Regions from separate parts of the Mus musculus genome. Here regions 1 and 3 are each linked to region 2. Evidence: chromatin contacts called from public Hi-C and promoter capture Hi-C data. All regions are on one chromosome and are shown on one strand. The core of a region is the stretch at or near the end of the contact, and the rest is flanking DNA. Distances in the headings are between cores, read along the strand shown. Region 1 holds the start of Fyco1 (FYVE and coiled-coil domain containing 1). Region 2 holds the start of Sec22c (SEC22 homolog C, vesicle trafficking protein). Region 3 holds the start of Plcd1 (phospholipase C, delta 1).

Evidence for each region. Promoter capture Hi-C pulls out the DNA fragments that hold promoters and counts their contacts. Hi-C and Micro-C count contacts between places; a contact is called where the count stands out from the background.
Region 1: a contact with region 2 is called in a promoter capture Hi-C map of pre-B cells, with 4 times the contacts expected there. The contact joins the promoter of Fyco1 here to the promoter of Sec22c in region 2. A contact is called at or near these places in 3 of 39 promoter capture datasets (the C10 cell line, liver and pre-B cells) and 1 of 9 other capture datasets (adipose tissue).
Region 3: a Hi-C map of muscle stem cells shows a contact between it and region 2, with 4 times the contacts expected there. The contact joins the promoter of Plcd1 here to the promoter of Sec22c in region 2. A contact is called at or near these places in 1 of 39 promoter capture datasets (embryonic stem cells) and 1 of 484 Hi-C or Micro-C datasets (muscle stem cells).

Annotation. Positions count from the first base shown.
Region 1 is chr9:123,850,518-123,854,111 of GRCm38.p6, reverse strand. It overlaps Fyco1 (FYVE and coiled-coil domain containing 1), which reads left to right and starts at 2,213. Exons shown (of 18, transcript NM_001110253.2): 1 at 2,213-2,331. It overlaps Xcr1 (chemokine (C motif) receptor 1), which reads left to right. Exons shown (of 2, transcript NM_011798.4): 2 at 1-1,797. It overlaps Gm51700 (a long non-coding RNA gene), which reads right to left. Exons shown (of 2, transcript XR_003948283.1): 1 at 3,111-3,594; 2 at 2,149-2,881.
Region 2 is chr9:121,702,849-121,706,667 of GRCm38.p6, reverse strand. Sec22c (SEC22 homolog C, vesicle trafficking protein) reads left to right here and starts at 1,639. Exons shown (of 7, transcript NM_001164562.1): 1 at 1,639-1,744.
Region 3 is chr9:119,091,330-119,094,781 of GRCm38.p6, reverse strand. It overlaps Plcd1 (phospholipase C, delta 1), which reads left to right and starts at 1,280. Exons shown (of 15, transcript NM_019676.3): 1 at 1,280-1,424. The coding sequence starts at 1,391.

The DNA of each region.
Region 1 (3,594 bases), core at 964-3,463, 2.1 Mb before region 2:
AGAGGGATGGCTCAGCAGTTAAGAGCACTGGCTACTCCTCCAGAGGGCCTAAATTCAGTTCCCAAAGCCCACATGGTATCTCCCAACCATTTTAACTGCAGTTCCAAGGGAATCCATTGCCCTCTTCTGGCCTCCTTTCCTTTGTACACGAAGATGAACATTTCATATATCTTACAATGTGTCGGTTAGAGATCCCTCGGGCACCTTACACTTCATCCTAGTTTATATCTCTGCCCATTAGCCAGGTGGGCTTGAAATTCCTTTTCTTCTAAAAGCCTCAATTTCATCTTTGAAGTTCAGAAATGAACCCTACCTATAGCACAGAGCTGTGTTGAGTTTTAAACATAACATTATATAGGCTTTTGGTTAGGGTATGACATATTAGGTTTTTAATATATACAATAATCTACTGCACAATATTTTGGTCAATGTTGGACCACATATCACTGTGCTCCCTTAAGACTAAATCATCTAGTGATGTCATAGTCATCTTAATTTATCTAACTATACTCCAGATGAATTGTCTATGAAATTCTCAAAATACATCATTGCCCTTAAATAACCCATGATTGCTTGAGACCTGTCTTCCTCTTCTCTGTAAATTTATTTGGGATCTAAGTTTCAAACAAGGGTGTTTGAAATCCCTTTTGTGGGAACAGGACTGAGGATGGGCATTTAGAGGCGACAGAGTCACGTGACAACTCCTGGTAAATAAAGCTCCAGAGATCAGTATCAGTGTGCAGATCTGCATTTATTGCCAAGCACATAAGCTTATATACAGTATTTGAGCCAATCCCAAGCCCCTAAATCCTTGGCCAAGCATAACTTACTACATCTCACCATATCCCAATAAAAGCTGTGACTGATGAGGTAACTCAGAGAGAAGGGGTGTGGCGAGCATTGTCACCTGTAGGGACTTTTGTGAAGACTCAGAAGCAGCCACTGTCTTGACCTTAGTTCCTTTTTGCTGTCTCACTGGTGTCCCGGGAGCCATCTTAGATCTGACACCATGTACAGCAGATCAGGACTCTGTGGCACAGTGCTCTCCACCCCACATATTCCTTCACAAGGTTGTCTTCCACATGCCTCACACTCTCAATCTTAACATCCCAAAGCTGTTCAGGCTGTAGTCAGAGCAAGTTTTTCTTAGTTCACTCTATTGATAAATCTTTATTTCTGATGTCATTTCCTCCCACTTCTTCCCTTTTTTTTGTTTTCCTTTGTTAACAGAAAGGGGAATCATTTCTCTTCGTGAGGTTTTTTTTATCCTCATCCACAAACTGACAACTCCATCAAGTTAATATGTTGTCTCATATACCTCCAGTATAAAATATGAAATTAACTTAAAAGATTTCTTTTCCTTCCTGTATGAATTTATCCTGAGAACCTGGAATGCTGAAGTCTGGCAGATGCCACTATTAGCTAAGTCCTGTAAGGTACACAAGCATTTCTAGCTAACATGATGAAAATAAGGCAGTGTGAGGAGCCAGCCAGAGCTAAGAAGCGAACCTAATCATGGGCTGACATTCCTATGTACTGTCCCCTGTCTTTAGCATGTTCATCCATACTGGACTTGGAATGCAGTGTTCTATTGCACCAGGCTTCAGGGTGCTTTGCAACTCAGCAACAAGCAAACACGGGACTGAGGAAGCTAAGCATGGTAGTTCTTTAGCACATATTTTCAAACACTGTTTTTTAAGTGTCTGTTAATGAGGGGGAAACAAAAACTGAGAACTTAGGTCCAGCAGTACATACTAAGTTCATTTTTTTTTAGCTTCATAAATAAAACGTAATAGTACAAAAATACTAATGAGATTATTCTCAGATTGTTTGGGGGGTTTCGGAATCGGGCACATTATTTTATATTTACAGCTCATGCACAGTTCAAAGCCAATCGGTCACAATGCATGAGCTTAACAACAGTAAACAGCACTCGTTCAGGATTCTACACACGACTTCCGGGTATCCGAAGCTTGTTCGAGTTTCAGGAAGTGACGTCTGCCGTGAGACATGCCGGGAGTCGTAGTTAGCGTCCACCGTCCAGTTGCACCCGATGGGAGTTGTAGGCCATCCGTGAAGCATGCCGGGAGTTGTAGGCCATCCGTGAAGCATGCCGGGAGTTGTAGGCCATCCGTGAAGCATGCCGGGAGTTGTAGGCCATCCGTGAAGCATGCCGGGAGTTGTAGGCCATCCGTGAGGCATGCCGGGAGTTGTAGTCCGCGCGCGCTCTGGGGCTACTGGGCGCTTCATGGCAGTCGGCTCTGTGCTCGCCTACTCTTCCGCTCGGCCCTAGAAAGTTTCGTTTCTGCCCAGCGGAGGACCCACGAGCGTGTAAGTGCCGCAGGCGCCCGGACAGGCATCGGGGACACTGGGGCCTTTCTGGACGTCGGCGCGGAAGCTTCGTGGGGGCGTGGGTCGTCCCCTCCCACACAGGGCGCCTCGGGAGAACCCTCTCTCCAGAGAGGTTAGCTCCAATACGCAGGCTGTCTGCGGGGTCGTAGAAAGACCCTCAACACTGTTCCAAGATCGGAGCCGGCAGAAGGGGGCCGCCCTGTGAGGCGGAGCTTCGGCAGCTCTCCCCGAACCCCTGGCACAGCAGCCAAACCCCGAAGTTCTCGCGGGCACTGGGACTTGATCCCCAGAAAGCCAAACCCTCCTCTCTGCAGGACTCCTGACGCCCCTTCGGTCCAGGAGACACAGTTTGTTCCTTTTGTATCTTCGCTGACCTGACCCGCTGCCCTTATGCTCAGATAGTTCAAGGGGGCTCTGCGGTCAAGTTTCTGGAAACACCTGTAGGACGACTGAATGTATCTGGTGTGGTAGCTTGTCCTGTTGGCACCCAGGCTTGGGCTGCGGATGGGGGGCAGGGCGGAGCGACATCCTATTTGCATAAAAGAAGAGAACATGTAGTTGACACTTAAGCCAAGTCAAGTAGCTTCCTATTAATGCTATGATTCTCTGTGTCACTCTGCAAAGTTCCCACGGCTGGGCTGTCTCCTGCAGAAAAAACAGCACTTGTTTCTTTCTGTCCCTATGATTGTTTGACTTAACACAGGTGGTTTCCTTTCCAGACAGAAATGGGGCAGAGGCTCAGGACTTAATCTACTTACAGCCTCTCTCAGCAATGGTGGTCTGAAGCAGGTTAATTCCTCTGCCATCTGCTTGCTGCTGTTGCTGGGTTGGGGGAAGGGAGCTGTGGGTTTCTACTTTTAGTTTTGCAACCTCCTGGCTGCCCCGACACTCTCGGTCTATGACAACCAGTTCTGCTGTGTTGAAATGCAGAATACTGATTATGGGCCAGGATTGTTATCCTGGAAATCAGCCCAGGGCTGACTGTCAGCCTCCTTTACCTAAAAGGATCTGAAAAAAACAAAAACAAAAACAAAAAAAACTATAGCTTTAGGAGACAGAATTTATCTGTTTGTTTAATGTTCATATTTGTGTATCACTTCTTGAAAATTGTTTATTTTATTAAGAAAATAGATAACGTATACAGAGTCCTGCAGTACCGTGTGTGTGTGTGTGTGTGTGTGTGTGTGTGTGTGTTCTTAATATTTTACTTTATTTTTGTAATTGGTTTAGAACTTGGAAATG
Region 2 (3,819 bases), core at 390-2,889:
ATACCAAATATCCTCTATGTAGACAGAGCACACAGTGGACAGGGTGTTGGTCTCCTTCATGTTTTTCTCCTTTGTGAATGTTATGAACTAGCCTTGTTGGGACTTGTTACAGACAAGCCCTGACTTGGTGTGGGAGGGAACCATGGCATGACTTGAATACCAGAACACAATAATGCCCAAAGGCTATCTTAGGCTGTCACAAGTCTTCCTGTGTTCGTTTTGTAATTTGTCTGTGGTTACATAAGCCCTGCTTCCATTTCCACCCACCAGAGAAGTGTCGTTTAGAAGTCTTCACTCAGCTCAGGTCTCTCCATGTACCGTGTCTATCCAGCTGCTAGGTTGGCACCCACTGTAGGCTTCTCCGCAGAGATGGAATGGATAGGCTCTCTCTGACTATATGGTGGTTTATGAGGGGAACATGCTCATGTGGTGACAGAGGCTGAGAACCAGGGGAGCCAGTTCTGGGGTTCACTGACTTGCACTTGGCCTCAGAATCAGGGGAGCTGGGACTGGGGATGTGGCCCAGTGGGTAGTGCTCTTGTCTAGAAGGCAGGAAGCCCTGGGGTTGAGCTCCAGAGCCACACAACCTTGCTGTGGAAGCACACACACATCGGTAATCCCAGCGCCCAGCAAATGGAGTTTGTAGGATAGCCTTCAGAGTCAGCCTGCTACACAGTGAATTCAAGGTCAGCTTGGGATACACAAGACCCTGTCTCAAGGGATAAAAATGAAGTATCCGTGAAGCTGATGATGTAACATTAGTGAGAAGCTGAGGTCCTGAGAACCAGAGCCGGGACGTTCCAAGGAAAGCCTGGAGTTCTGATGTATGAAGAGGGTGACAGGCCTGACCCGGGGTTTTGTAGTTCAGTTATTCTATCAACAGAGATACATCCTCAGCCCCACAGAGTTCTGTGCACAAGCAAATGTCTCTGAAACACACAAACTCTCCCTTGCCCAATGGCCTGAGACTTGGAGAAGCTTTTCCTGAGCCCCAACTCCAAGACAACTGTTCCTGTAAATTCTCTTTGGAACCCATGCTTCTGTGAAGCATAACTCGTGTTTAAACACCAGAATTCCTGCCTGGTGCCCTACCCCCTTCTCTTGATTTGGTTTCTGTGTTCACACTTCCTGTGTACGCAGTGCGCGGCAAACAGCGGTGCTCAGCACTTGTCAAAACAGTAAGGGCCTAACTGTGCTACCCAATCTCCCTCCAGCCTCATAGCGAGGTGTGTGTGGCTCAGGGATCGGACTTTGGCACCTCCTCCAGGCTGGCAGAAGGCTGTGCTCTTCGGATCCTCTATCTCGGGCCTCTTGCCCAGCTGCGTAGCCTGCAAGAACCCACGCCCAGGGAGTGTCACTCCAGTCACACGGGGCCTAGACGCCTCTGGAGAACAGCCCTGTCCGCTCCAGGCCAGGCATCGTGGGGACGTCGGAGCCTCTTCTCACCGCTCGAGGTGAGACTCGCACGTGGGCCTGGGGACCTGCGGAAGAGACGCGGGCTGAGGGGAGCAAACCCGGGCCAGCCCTGGTAGATTCACTCAATTCCCGGGTCTGAACAACTGGACAGCAGAGACGCCCCACGATTGGTCTGTTTGGCGTCGCTTAGCAGCAGCGAATGGGAGCTCACGGTGTGCGCATGAGCACCACATCCTGCCTCCTACAGCCGGGCCGCGGGTAACCTGCACCCCGCCGGCCGCCGGGGTGGGCTGCGGTGGCCGAGGCGGAGGTCGGCCGCGGGGGCGAGGTGAGGTTAGCGGGCCAGGCGGGCGTGGAGAGGTGGGGTCGGGGTCTAGGCCACCGGGCTGCAGCCCGGGCCGGTGGGACTCCGCCGAGGCCCGGCCCCCTGCACGGTGCGTACCGGCTGGGATGCGCTGCCCGCTGTGCCTGCTGCCCGGGGCGGGGCCGGGGCGTGTCTCGGGAGGGCGGGGCGGTGGTTCCCTTTATGTAGACTGAACTCTAGTCCTGTCACTTGCTTCTTTTGAGAGCAAACTTTCCTTAGTCTGCTGGTCTAGCAGAACTTGGCTTCTTCAAGGCCTGGTCACCCCTACACCAACTTTCCTGGACTTGGATAAGCCGGGACAAAGAACCTGCAGAGCAGAGCGGGGGTCAAGCTTGCAAAAAGCCAAATCCAGGGAAGGAACTGAGTTACCTCTGATGAAAGGTGCCGTTACAGTTTGCGGTCTTGTGAAACGGAGCCCCATGTAACTCGAGTTTGGCCTTGAGCTTGGGATCCTCCTGCCTCCACTCCCCGCCCCGCAAGTTCTGGGATCACAGGTGTATGGCCTCCATGCCCAGCTCGGTTGGTGTAGCGGGTGACAAGATCAGAGAAACTAAAGCAACCCTCAGTGCAGAGCCAATGCTAGAGCAACGTGTCTGTAAAAGTCTACACAGAGAGTTTATTCAGGTAAAGAACTTGTCAGGGAAATGAGAACGGGGACAGCTTTGCATAGCCTGACACTGATATACAGGATTCATTCGCACCGCAGCTTTCTCAGGAAGACAGTTGTAGACAGGTCCCTAGAGATGCCTCGTAAATGTTTAGTGGACAACAGAGAGGACATCTTGAGGTCTCATAAAGAATTTCAGATCAAGGCTGGGGTGATGGTGCACATCTTTAATCCCAGCACTCAGGTGGCAGAGATAGAGGCAGTGCATAGCCAGACAAGACAACTGACTTTAGAGTATAATACACTAGGTAAGGAGAGGTGGTTTTATTTTATTTTAGAGAGGGTCTCACTCTGTAGTCCTGGCTGGTATGAAACTTACTGTGTAGGCCATGCTGGCCTGGGTCTGCCTGCCTCTTCTAAATCCTGGGATTAACGGTGTGTGCCTCTGAGCTTTAACTCCAGCAGTTTACTCACCACTTGGTTCTGTTTTAGGCAGGCTGTCCTGCAGCCTAAACTGCCCTTTAACATGCCACTCGCCTGGGGGTGACTTTGAACTCCTGACCTTCCTGCCTCCACCCCACCCCCCAAGTGCTGATATTATGAGCTTAAGCCACCACACTCTGCATTTCAAGGGGCACTTGTAGGGACCCTTCCTCTACCAGCAAGTCTCTGATTAGAGATTGTTTTTGTTTTTAAACATAGTCTCACTATAGCCCAAGTTCTCTGGTGCTGGGATTACAGGTTTGAGACCCACACTGCCTCTGGTTAGGTGTTGGCAGTTCTGCGGTGGAGAGGGCGTCTTTAGAGAGACAATAGCTGAGAACTCGGAGGTTTGGTTTTGAGGTCCACATACTGTGGAAAGAGTATGGAACTGGGAGACTGAAGTCTGCTTCTACCTCCTGATCCTTAGTTTTCCTCACCTGCGAAGTGGGTCCAAGGAAGCTCTGAGCACTTAGTAGCATTATCCATACGAAGGTCTTAGTCCCTCTGCATCCTTGGGAGATTGGGCTCAACCCATTGCATACAGTGGCTTCGTGTTTATAGAAATCTGTGCATATTCCCCGTGTGCCTCGGACAATATCTGCATTAATTAGAACATCTACATAGTGTGCTGTGTGTGTGGTTGCTGCATATTACATTGCTTAGGGAATCGTGGCAAGTCTGTACATACTCAGTACAGAAGCAGTTGTTTTGTTTTGTTTTAAAAATATTTTCCATCTGAGGTCGGCTGCATCTGCAGGTGCAGCACCCACAAATATTGAAGAAGGTAGGTGGAGTTCTTCTCAGCCCTTTGACTAAGATCAAGTACAGAGGGACGCCATGATATTCTTCGTATCCAGCTCAGCTATCTTCTGCTCTCAGCTCTTAGCGATGCCGTAGTTGGTCCCTGTCTCCTTCTGTATCTCATCCACGAGCAGCTTGGAGCCTAGAA
Region 3 (3,452 bases), core at 31-2,530, 2.6 Mb after region 2:
TGAGCTTGGAGTACTCAGGAGCAGAGCGTTCTATAAACCCGGCCATGGTCTTTTGTGGTAGAGGGAGAGGCCCTAGTGGTGGGTAATGCCCTGGCTTGGAGCCCAGGACTCGGAGACGGAGATGACAAGAAGAAATGACTCTGGAGATGAAGCCGTGCCAACTGCTGGTGTCAGGAGTTCTTGGTCTCAGGTGTAGGAGAGGAGGCCTGACTCATGGATGCGAATACCTGCCAGGCTCCAGGACAGGACCGAGGGGGGAGGTTCCAAGGCTCAGGGAAGACCTGGAGAGTAGGGCTTTGGAGAAAGAGACGGAAGTCAGGGAAGGAATTTCTCAATTTGCCCCTTCCCAGGCTCTGTCTGCAATGGAGCCTTACTCATTCTTCATGCAGTACAGCGCCCAGCTTGTGGAAAGGAAACCTGGGGGGGGCCTTCCTAGGGCATCAAGACGGGGGTGGGGGTGGGGAGTGGGAGGCCTGAGTGCCAGCCCCACACTGTGGGGGTGCGGGTGGGGTGGGGTGTACATGAACGGCAAGTGATTCTCTAAAACCCAGCCTTAACACTCAGAATCGGGAGACAGCCCATGCTTCACAGGCCACGGAGGCCTGCTAATGCTAGGAGAGAAAGAGCTGAGGAGAGCCCGGCTAGACTCTTCCAGGCCAACTGCCTCCAGTATCGGGACCCTTGCCCAGGCAGCCTCACGGCAGGCCTCCGTCTTCTCCCCTCATTAGGGAGTGAGGGGCCTATACCTGCTTGCTGTTACCCCTACCTTAAGGAAAGCACCTTCAACACCCCCGGAAATGAGACGTCTCTCAGAGCTAAAGAGAGGGGCCCCTCTCTTGAAAAAAAAATCTAGATATTACTCTCCCCAAACGTGGCAATGTGGGCCCGTGCATGCACGCATTTCTTAGAAGACAGACCAGACTGCCTGGCTAATCAGCCGCTTTAGCAGTGATTCCTGTCCCCGCTAAGACCCGATTCTGATTCTTTCCCACATCACCCACAACCCCGGCGAGGCCAGGCGCCCACAGGCAGGGCGTGGGGCCGGCAGCTCGCCGTAATGACAGGGCCTGTGGGTGGTGGCGGTGGAGGAAGCAGGAGGGATCTGACTATTTCTGGCCCTGGCGCACCCAGCTGGCCCGAGCCCCGGCCAGGGTTGGCTAGTCTTCCCGGCCCCCAGCACCGCGTCCTTTCCAGGTCCCCTGGAGGGGGCGGGGAGAAGCGCCGGTTGGCGGGTCCGGGGGGCGGTACGGTGTTCTGGACCCACCCCCGGCCGCCTCCCATCTCAGTTCAGTTGGGTCCCTGCACCGGACTGCGCAAGGACCCCAGGCCGCTTGGTGATTTTGCTCAAGTGAATCACGCCGCGTCCCCTCCTCCGCGCGCCCCGACCGGCATGGACTCCGGTCGGGACTTCCTGACCTTGCACGGTGAGTGTCCCGAACGTAGGGGAGACCCTCGGGAAAGCCGAAATACACCCGGGCGGCAGGGATAACAGCTCCTTCGGCCGCATTTAAACCACCAGAGAGCCAACTCCTTGTCCCCTTGTGGGATCCCAGAAAAACCTCGGCCCGCGCTGGACACAACCTTGGGCGTTTCCAGACTTTCCCCCAAATCTGGCCCAAGAGATCGGGGAGCAATGCTGACATCTCTCGGGGATTTCCCCTTAGCCTGTTCATAAAAGGCTGGGCTCCTGGGTCCAGATGGCACCAAAGGGGTCAGGGAAGGAAAGGGACAGCATCCTTAGCCAAACTCTCGATTCAGAGGCTCCCCAAAACACGGGTGCGCCTGAAGCGAGTCAGGCCGCGCGGGTGTGGCGGATGAGGGTGTAAATGGGTGGGGCGAGGAGGAGGTGTGCAAGTTTGGCTGAAGTCGTTCTGGCAGCCTTCGCTCCCCAGAACAGAGAAAAGCGATGCCAGGGCTGGGAGGAGCAGCGCTGTCTTTTTGCTGACCCTCCTGGTCGGACTGGGCCAGATCTCAGTTAGAACCGCCTGGCAGCTTGGTCCTTTGTCCAGCCGGCTTTGTTTCTTCCCATCTGGGCTAGCTCTTCTCCCCATGCCTGTCCCTCTAGCAGAGAGGGAAAGCGCAGGCTCCTGGCTGCCTGTCTTAGAAGCGTCCAGGGAAGAGCAAGGAACTAAGTGGTATTTACGCACACTCTGTGGGAGGGGCTGTGGGGAGTCTTTCCTTCGTGTCTCCCCAGGTCATCTATTAGCTCAGCAATACCTGCTCCTCTCACATCGATCCACGGTTTCACAGTATTTTTCACTTAACTCGAGTATCCCTGAGATTGTAGGTTCTTGGTTTTTGTTTTTTAATTAAACAACGTGTACTTGTGCTGGAGGGGGTATGGGTGTATGGAGATCAGAGGACAACTTGCAGGAATCAGTTATCTCCTTCTATCTTGTGCGTTCTAGGATCAAACTCAGGTCACTGGGCTTGGCAGCAATTGCCTTTACCCACTAAGACGCCTTGCCTCCTGGGCTGTAGATTTTTGTGTTCACCTGTCCTCCGCTCCACTCCCCCTTGGATGTGTGCCCTGCAGGCAGCCCCCAACCTGTTTTGCATCAGTTGACCTGGACTTTATTGTTGTGGGGGCCCAGTAAGCTTGGGTTTCTAAAAGCCACCTTGTTGGGCTGTGTTCCTGCCCCTCCCACTGTTCCCTCATTCTCTCCAGAGGTCAGAGATGCCCCTACAGCTCCTGACTGGTGGGAACAGAGGGTGGCCGCTCTGAGGGTCACAGTGGAGAGGGGCGGGCTCTCCCCTGGCCGCCTCCCTCTGGCTGCCTCTGACCGCCATAGTGTCATGGAACCTGGGTCATGGAGCAGGCCTCAGTGTCTGTACCCTGGTCCCATTTCTTTCTTGGGTCAGCCCTGGTATCTCCCGTACCCAGGAAGACACAGAGCCTCAGTCTAATACAGCACAGGCTTGGCCAGCCTGGCCCATCCTGTTTGAGCCCAGCCTCCTGGAGTTGTGACTCAGTCCAGCCTTTCCTGCAGGACTGGAATGTACACTGTGGCCAAGCTGACGGACCTGTGGGCCCAGCGCTTCAAGCGTGGCATCCACCGTGACCTCCAGAAGCAGCTCCTGCCTACACTGCCAACCCGATGGGGAGGGGAGAGGGGTCAAGGAGGGTCTCTGTGGGAGGGCGTGGTCACTGTGGCTTGTACTTGTTAGCTGATGGGGAGTCTGCACTCCTCTCCACAGTGCAGGTCCCACAGCACTGGTCACTTTCTGACTTGGGCAGTTGGGGGTCTGCTGGAGAGGTGCCCTCAGTCCCCTCCATTAGCTGGAGACCTGTGGACTCACCAAGAGATGACACGTGGCTCTGTCCTTACTCATACAGAGGCGATGTTGGATAAAGACACATATTGTGCAGACAAACAGTAGAGTTCTCACTCTCCCCTGAATTCCTTGCAGAAGTCTCTCTCTCTCTCTCTCTCTCTCTCTCTCTCTCTCTC